Regions from separate parts of the Anas platyrhynchos genome. Here region 1 is linked to region 2. Evidence: chromatin contacts called from public Hi-C data. All regions are on one chromosome and are shown on one strand. The core of a region is the stretch at or near the end of the contact, and the rest is flanking DNA. Distances in the headings are between cores, read along the strand shown.

Region 1 (4,228 bases), core at 1,372-3,871, 100 kb after region 2:
TTCCCTTCTAGGGCTGAGACATGGGCAGTGGGGTGCAATGGAGCGAGCTCTAGTCTATGTCCTAGTGCAGCCCCTCCAACAGCTCCTGTGAGAGCTGCCTGGCACTGTCTTCCTCCCAGGAAAAATACCAAGAACCACAGAATCATTAAGGTTGCAAAAGACCTCTAAGCTCATCGAGTCCGACCATCCTCCTACCACCAATATTGCCCACTAAGCCATGTCCCTAAGCACCACGTCCAACCTTTCCTTAAACACCTACAGAGATGGTGACTCCACCACCTCCCTGGGCAACCCGTTCCAATGACTAACCACTCCTTCTGAGATTAAATTTCTCCTAATTTCCAACCTAAACCTCCCCTGGTGCAAGTTGAGGCCATTCCCTCTAGTCCTATCACTGGTTATCTGAGACAAAAGGCTGACCCCCAGCCCCCCACCCCTTCCTTTCAGGTGGTTGTAGAGAGCAATGAAGTCTGCCCTGAGCCTCCTCTTCTCCAGACACAAGAACCCCAGTGCCCTCAGCTGCTCCCCATAGGACTTGTTCTCCAGATCTCTCACCAACTTCGTAGCCCTCCTCTGCACACATTTCAGGGCCTCAGAGTCCTTCTTGTAGCGAGGGGCCCAAAACTGAATGTGGTACTTGAGGTGCGGCCTCACCAGAGCAGAGCACAGGAGGAGGATCACCTCGCTGGTCATGCTGACTCTACCATTTTGTGGTCACTACCCAAGACATCTCCCTACCACCACAGCTCTCACCAGTCCTTCTCAGGCTCATCTCTATTGAGCCTCATTTTATCCCCATCCCCCTTTGTACCTTGTTTAAAGCCCTCTCAGTGAGCCCTGTCAGCTCCCAGGCTAGGATCCTTTTCACCGTTTGAGACAGGTGGGACCCATCTGCAGCCATCAGGCCAAGTGCTGAGTAAACCGCTCCTATTTGGGGGGTATCACCCTGGTGCCTTTTTCGCAGGCATGGCAGGGAGCTGCTCCACCAGCCTAACTCCTGCTTACACTCCCTGATGCTCCTTAATCTCTCCACCTCCTCCTGGAGCTCTGCCACCAGGCTGATCAGATCACCCACCTGCTCACACCTCATGCAGGTGCTCTCTCTGCTACCCTCCGTTGGCAGCAACAGGCTCAGGCACTCCCTGCAGCCAGAGACCTGAGCAGACGCATTTTGGGGCGGGCAGGCAGTGTGGGTTGCCACTGTCTTTGTGGCAAGAGCTTTCTGCCTGGTGGAGACCACGGCTGGATTTGCTGTCTGGGAGGCAGCCGGGAGGTGAGATGGCCTCCTGGGTGGGGAGGGAAACCTTTTCCTGCAGCAGTGAATGGCTGGGGTTGGGGAAACCTTTGGGACCCCATACAAAAGAGAAGAATAGGGACAGGTTGAGATGGGAATGGGAATGAGGATGAGGATGGGTTAGGGATGGAATGAAATAGGAATGTGTTGGAATGGGGTGGAAACAGGATGGGGTGGGATGGGATGAGGATGGCGTGTGGGTGAGATGGGATAGGGATGGTGATTGGGGTGGAATTGAGATGGGGAAGGGAATACAGATGAGATAAAGATGGGGAGAGGAAGGGAATGGGGTGGGAAAAGGTCAGCTCTCATTCAGAGAAGGACATGTTCAGACGGGAGCTCACGCTAGCTCAGCTACATTGTGTACAAGCAGCCTTGGAAAGCACTGAATGCCTGTCTCTTCTCTTGTTATTATCCCAGGGGGCTGTGGTGCTCAGCTAGCTGACTGCATACCAGGAGGTTTTAATTTTACATTTATTTTCCTAATGGCTTGGGTGGCCTGAAAACTTGAGCAGTGAATTGTGACTGCTGGAGATTGGGTGAAAAACCACACAATGGCTGTGCACTGCAGTGTGGCACCAGGGATGAGTCACCAAAACTGCAATTAAGGAGGAAAATAACAGTGGCTTTACCAGCTTCTTTCCAGGAGCATTGCATTTTTCCTGAACTGCAGTGTTTCAGGCTTGTTTATGGAACAGTGCCTCATGTCAAACAATGCATAGAAATGGATGAAGGGATAGCTGATATAAAACAGTTTAACAGTTAAAGAAGGAAATAAAAACAATATCCATTTTTACTCAGACAGCACAGGTGCTTTAGGAGGCACCTGTGGGGATAAGCAGAGGAAACTGTAGCAAAATACAGGGGCTAGAGACAGTGGAGCTGTGCCTGGACATGAAGCCCAAGGTGACACAGGTGACCTTGGCAGAAAGGGCACACGAGGAAGGAGTCCCAGGGAGCGACAGGAGTCCCACAGGTGTCTCCTCCTCAGCTGTGTGAGTCTCAGCATCTTGCTGGAGAGAACCTCTGCAGAGCGCAGTGAGAAAGACAAAAGTATTACCTGTGTGAATCACAGTGTGGCAGGGAGACCAGAAAAGCAAGAATCAACCTTTTGTGTTCCAGTAGCTTTATTTTAGCCTTGCAGAAAGGCATGTACTGCTTTGCCATGAGCAGAGGTGTAAAGCACTACACAAAGAAGCTCTGTTGAGAAAGGGCACATTTATAATTTTATGGCCTCGTGCTACTACCAGGTTTCAGTGTGTCCCAGGGACAAGGCTGAACGCAGCTCTCCAGAATTCCAGTCCATATGGTGCCAGGCAGACTTCTGACCTCCACAGTTGCTGTCACCTCTTTAGCAAGCTGCCCTAGCACTGAGCGGACAGGCCAGCAGCTCCCCACGGGGAATGTGCAGGGCTTGGACATGGGATTATGCATCCCTTCATCTGGCTTGGCTTCACTTAAAGAGCAGCAACTGCACAAGAGGCTCTATGAAATCCAGGGCTCTGGGCATTCAAGTCATCACCTCTACCCCACGTGAGAGACATGACTCTGGCATCCACACAAGGGTCAGGGCAGAGGAAAGCTGCTCCTCACCTAGCCCCAGGAAGGCACCAGCCAGCTCTTGTCTGTGGATGCTGAGTAATTCCTCTCTTCTTGGAAGTGTGTTCCATTACTGAAAGGGTTGTTAGGCATTGGAATGGGCTGCCCAGGGAAGTGGTGGAGTCACCATCCCTGGAGGTCTTTATAAGATGTTTAGATGTAGAGCTCAGTGATATGGTTTAGTGGAGGACTGGTTAGTGTTAGGTCAGAGGTTGGACTGGGTGATCTTGGAGGTCTCTTCCAACCTAGATGATTCTGTGATTCTGTGAAATAATTTTAACTAAGTACACATGAGATGGTCCAAACTAGAGATCAGACAGCGGCTGCTGCCATTGCTTGCTTACCGTGATCACTCTCCTGAAATGCCTCTGTCCCCAAGGTGACAGGACACAATGCCACAAGGGAGCTATCAGCACAAGTGCCATTCTCCTGTGTCCTGATGCTCAGAGAAGCATCACGCAAGCAGTTTGCTGCAGCCTCCAGGGACAGACTTCCCAGCTCCTTCTGTCCCCAGGAAATCCTGGCAGGAGACTGCTGGGATGCTGGCATTTCTCCTCTGCTTTTCCCTCCTTTTCTGGGGACTGGCTCCTCCTGGCACAGCACGTCTGATACCACCATGCTTACACCCCTGATGGCAACTGCAGCAGCGTGTCCATGGCCGTGCTTGGTGTCAGTGATGTGATGTTGTCCAGTTACTCAGTCCTTCCTGTGCCAGTCCTTTCTGGACCACTTGGTGCTCGCCATCACCGCAGACACTGTTCTGGTGGTGACATCCAGCAGCAGCTTTAAGCCCAGTGGGGAAAGCTCCCCACTGCCAGTTTATAAATCAGGATGGTTATTCCCAAACACTTGGTTCCATCCCTTTGGAAGCTCACTTCTCCAGGTTTCTGGGGGATGGTGACAGTGCCCTGCCCTTTAATACAAGCTGCTGCCTGGTCAGGCTGTCCCCAGCCCATTCCCTGTCTGACTACAGCTGTAGCACATGGTCCCCAGCCCTGTGGCTTTGGGCAGTGGTGGGAACAACCATGACAATCAATCTGAGGGGAATGAGCCTGGCTCATCTCACAGTGGAAAAACCGCAGGGCAAGCTGTGAAATGGGGCGTCAGTGCAGCCCTTCACAGCAATGTGCAAATTCTGGCTAATCAGACCAACCTCAGTCTGCTTCATTACAACTTGTCCTCATCCTTGGATCCCAGGAACACCCTCCACAACAGCACTTTCTAGCTTTGACTGCAGGGCAGAGCTTGCTTTTTTTTAGGCGCACATCCCCGTTTATCAGGACCCCAGTGAAGTCCAGTTTTGAACGCCTCCTTCAAAGAGAACTAGAGCCGAGC
Region 2 (4,106 bases), core at 981-3,480:
TGTTTGTAAACCTTTTTTTTTAACCTCAGTGCTAGCCTCCCAGACATTATTTATAATGGCCTATCTTAATACTTGCCAATAGTCAAAAGACCAACTGAACAGCTAAAGTGTTCAATCTTCACGTCCTTTAAATAATAGGGCAGGCTCAAAAGGGATAAGCTATCATAGCACAACTCTGCCATTTTCATCTTGCAAAGAGTGCCATTGACACTGCGCTGTACTAAATAGTTTATTTCGCATCATTTTCCAGTTTCTGTAACTAGCGTTGCACATGTTTCAAGAATATATTGAAATGTGAATGGACAGACATTAAAAAAACAGCCTAGATGGCAGAAACTCCTAAGTTCATTGTCTCCTATTCACCCTACAACAAGCCTTCCAGCTCCCAAAACAGGAAAGCACCTGAACATGCAATCCTGTATCACCATATGCTTGAAACATCAGTCAATTAAGGAATGTTCACAAGTTTTAGCTCCATGATCACTAGGTTTTGAGTTTAGGTCTACGCCCTGCTGTTACCACAAGTTTTAACTTTGGTCAGGCAGCCATATGGTGCAAAAGTGGGTCTGCATCAGGTTAATCACTTTTTAATTCAGACCTGGCAGTTCAGACTTTGGGGGTGACTGGGTGAAAGAGAATAATCAACGGGAGGCAGAAAATTTAGACATAGAAGGACAATTGTAGGCTTTCTTCCTACTATTTTCTCAGAATAAATGTGGACATGTACTAAAGTAACCATTCCTGCTCCCCCCCTCCAATGGCACGTTTCATACTGGCTACCATCTTCCTCCTCCTGCAGAAGCATATGGGAGTGCAAAGCTTTGGATCTGCAACAAGCTTCCAAGCGCTTCCACTCTCTCCTGACATCCACTAAAACTATATTAAGGGCTGTGCTCGTGGCTGGCATCCTTAATTCTTCTTTCTAAAGGAGGTGACTGAGAACATTGGTTCCCCCTTTGGTGTAATAAGTGGGCAGCTGGGACAGATCAGAGCCTTCTCTCCCCGTGCTACACAAAGCAGCACCAGGTACAATTTTACCTGCCCAACGAAGCCCCGTTTGGGTCGGGATACGGCTCCGGCCCCTCTCCCACCCCCTTCCCTTAAAACTCCCCGCAGGTCTGGCAGCTCAAAGCCCCCTCCATTCCCCTCCACCATTCCTTTAGGAGAGAGGCCGCCGGGCAGCGACGATTTCTATCCCCCCAACCCCATCCGTGGGGGGAACGAGCAGATTCATTTCCCTCCCCCCCGAGCCTCGGGCAGCGGGCTTGGAGCCTCCACTTTGTTCTCCCAGGTACGGAGACGGCTTCGCCTCCCCCCCCACCCCCCCCCCTGCAGCGGAAGCCACTCCCCGAGGTCAGGAGGCAGCAGCACGGCGCACACCTTCCCCCGCCGCGCCGGGCCGGGCCGGGAGGCAGCGGAGGAGAGCCCGGAGGGGAGCCTGGAGACACCCAGGGGGCGATCAGCCGAGCCCCTTCCCCCCCCACCTCCCCCCCACACCCCTCGGGCCAGGCCCGGGCCCTCCTCGCTCATCCTGGGGAAGGCCCCGGCCGCTCGGCCCCGCAGCGCTGCGGCCTCTCCCGCCCACGGCGAGGCCCCGGGGCGGCGCGGGAGGAGGGGGCGTGGTGCTGGGCCGCGACCCCCGCGCTGCAGGCCGGGCCCCGGCTCACCTCGGACACCTCGTCCTCGTCGCTGCCGGAGCCGCCTCCACCTCCTCCTCCACCACCTCCACCTCCACCGCCGCCGCTTCCACCGCCCCCGCTGCGCAGCACGGCGGCCGCCAGCTTGAAGTCGAGGGCGGCCTCAGGCGCTCCGGGGCCTCCCGGCCCGCCGGGCCCGGCCTCCCCGAAGAGGCGCACGGCCCTCAGCCCCAGCGGGGACGGCCCGGCCGCGGCGGGCGGCTCTGAGGCAGAGGCTGAGGCTGAGGCAGCGGCGGCGGCAACGACGACGGCGGCGGCGGAGGAAGAAGAAGAAGAAGAAGGAGGAGGAGGAGGAGGAGGAGGAGGGGGGGGTGGGGGAGGAGGAGGAGGCGCGCGGGGGGCGACCGAATCGAGCTCCTCGTCGCCGAGGGGGGCGGCGGTGCCGTCCGTGAGCATGGCGCTGATCCGGGGCCGCCGCCGCTCGCCGAGCCCAGGCGTCTCCGTCCCTCACGGCACCGCAGCAGCGCCACTAACTTCTCACACCCTACCCGGCCGCGCCGCCGCACCGCCCACCCCCCCCGCGCCCATTGGTGGAGGGAGGGAGGGAGCCGCTCGCTATTGGCCCGCGCGGCTGTCGCTCAGCGCCGCGTCACGCGCTCCCAGCATGCTGCCTTGAGAGCACACGCCGAGGCGGTTGGGAGAGCGCCGCCCCGCCCCACTTCCCTCGGCTCGCTTCCTGAACGAGCCGCGGGGGGATTGGCTCGCCGGCGCGTCGATCAAGAGCCCTGCCGGAGATTCGCGGGACGATTGGCTAAGCCGCCCGTCGATCAACGGTGAGACGAGAAGCGCGGGCTCTGATTGGGCGCTGGCGCTGTCGCTCACAGCGCACGGCGTCTGGCGCCGCCTGATTGGCTCCTGCCTCGGCCTAAGACCCCTCCCCCCTTCGGCTCCCCGTGAAGGTCTCCGTCACCGCCAAAGCCTGGCCCGCGCCCGCCGATTGGACGAAGCCGCTGCCCGTCAAGGCGCGCGGGCCTCCCCCTGGAGTCCCACCCCCCGCACGCAGCGCGGGCCGCGATTGGCTGAGCGGGCTGTCACTCCTCCCTCCCGCCCCTCCCCCCCAGGCGTCGCCCCCTGAGGCAGCAGTCGGGAGGCTGTGGTGGGGGGAGAAGGAGGGGGGGCGCGCGGGGCCCTTTATTAAGACGAATGCAAATTACCCCTAATTATCTCCGCCACCCCGCCCGGAGCGGTGCCGCGGGGCTCCCCGCAGCCTCAGCCGGGGCTGCACCTGGTGGCGGTGGGGGATGAGGGGATTGAGGGGGCACAGGGCGGGCAGCGCCCCCACAGCCCGGCTGCATCGAGATGAGGGGGAAAGGAGAGAAGCTCTGGGGGCACCCCTGAAGCAGGGGCTCGGCCATCCCAGGAGCTGCGGGCAGTGAATATGTGTGGGGTGGCTGCTGGTCCTGTGGCACCCCCTGGCTCTGAGTCCCTCGGTTCAGCCCTTGTGCTGCCACAGGCCGTGCTGGCGCTGCTGTGATGCGCCCATGGGGGGTGAATCCCCCTCAGCACACCTGGCTTGGGAGGGTGGAGTGTGAGGAGAGGTTTGGGTCCGGTTGTAATGCAATAAGTGCCATCAGGTCGGGTGTCTCTGGTGAGCTGCAGATGAGCAGTGAGGGTGGTCCCAGGTCCGTGCTCCTCTGCCCCTCGCCTTGCCCCGTGTCCCAGCTGCGAGCCTAGTTAACGGAGATGTTGATCTCTGGTCCTTGGCGATGCATCAGCTCAGACTGGAGGGAGAAGGGAGGGAGGGCTGAGGCTGGCGGAGCCAGGAGAGCCAACCCTGGCTGCTGCCAGCAGCCTGACCCAGCGGCTGGCCCAGGCTGCCACGTGAAGCACTGAGCATCGCCATGGCATGGCGTGAGCTGAGCCCATGGCCTGGCTTTACTGCGGTCCCTGCTCCTGTGCTGCTTCCCAGACGCAAGCACTCATGGCTTTGGTACAGTTTCAGCTGGGCTCGACGCTTTGCACTGAGGCTGTTGGCTCTCCATGCTGCTGCCCTGAGCTGCACGCCCAGGCCAGGCTCAGCCTCAGCACCAACACACCCATGGGGACAACAACAGAAGAGCACAGCTCCCAGAACATCACCCACCTCCTCGGTGTCGCTTTCCTCCTCCTCATGCTTCCGGGGCAGTTTCCCCTCTGCCTCCTTCCTGCCTGGTTCAGGCATGATGCTGTCCAGCCAGCTCAGGTCATGCAGGGAGAAGATGCACTCCAGCCCCTTCCGGATCCCCACCAGGGCTAGCAGCTGGGGCCAGGGCAAAGTGCAGGTCAGCAGGGCACAGCGCTCAGGGCTGGGGCACCGCGTGGCACTGCCCACGTGGATGCAGGTCAGGGTAGGTGCGTGGCTTTGCTCTGGTCGCCGGCAGTGCTGTCCGGCTACCGGCTGTGTCTTACCATTACCGGGAAGATAATGGC

The links. A called contact is a pair of places that touch in the nucleus more often than the background predicts.
Region 1: a contact with region 2 is called in a Hi-C map of liver, with 4 times the contacts expected there. The contact joins the enhancer-like site here to the promoter of ANKHD1 in region 2. A contact is called at or near these places in 3 of 8 Hi-C or Micro-C datasets (liver, skeletal muscle and subcutaneous adipose tissue).

What each region holds. Positions count from the first base shown.
Region 1 is chr14:11,696,945-11,701,172 of IASCAAS_PekinDuck_T2T, forward strand. No RefSeq gene overlaps it. Among named protein-coding and RNA genes, the nearest start is that of CYSTM1, 13 kb to the left of the region's middle. Within about 2 kb of position 2,622, at least 1 of the 8 cell types and tissues checked has an H3K27ac peak or open chromatin away from gene starts, as enhancers often do.
Region 2 is chr14:11,596,788-11,600,893 of IASCAAS_PekinDuck_T2T, forward strand. ANKHD1 (ankyrin repeat and KH domain containing 1) reads right to left here and starts at 2,231. Exons shown (of 37, transcript XM_072023238.1): 1 at 1,668-2,231. The coding sequence starts at 2,093. It overlaps SLC4A9 (solute carrier family 4 member 9), which reads right to left. Exons shown (of 21, transcript XM_038186248.2): 19 at 4,086-4,106; 20 at 3,781-3,936; 21 at 2,407-3,418. The coding sequence ends at 3,368.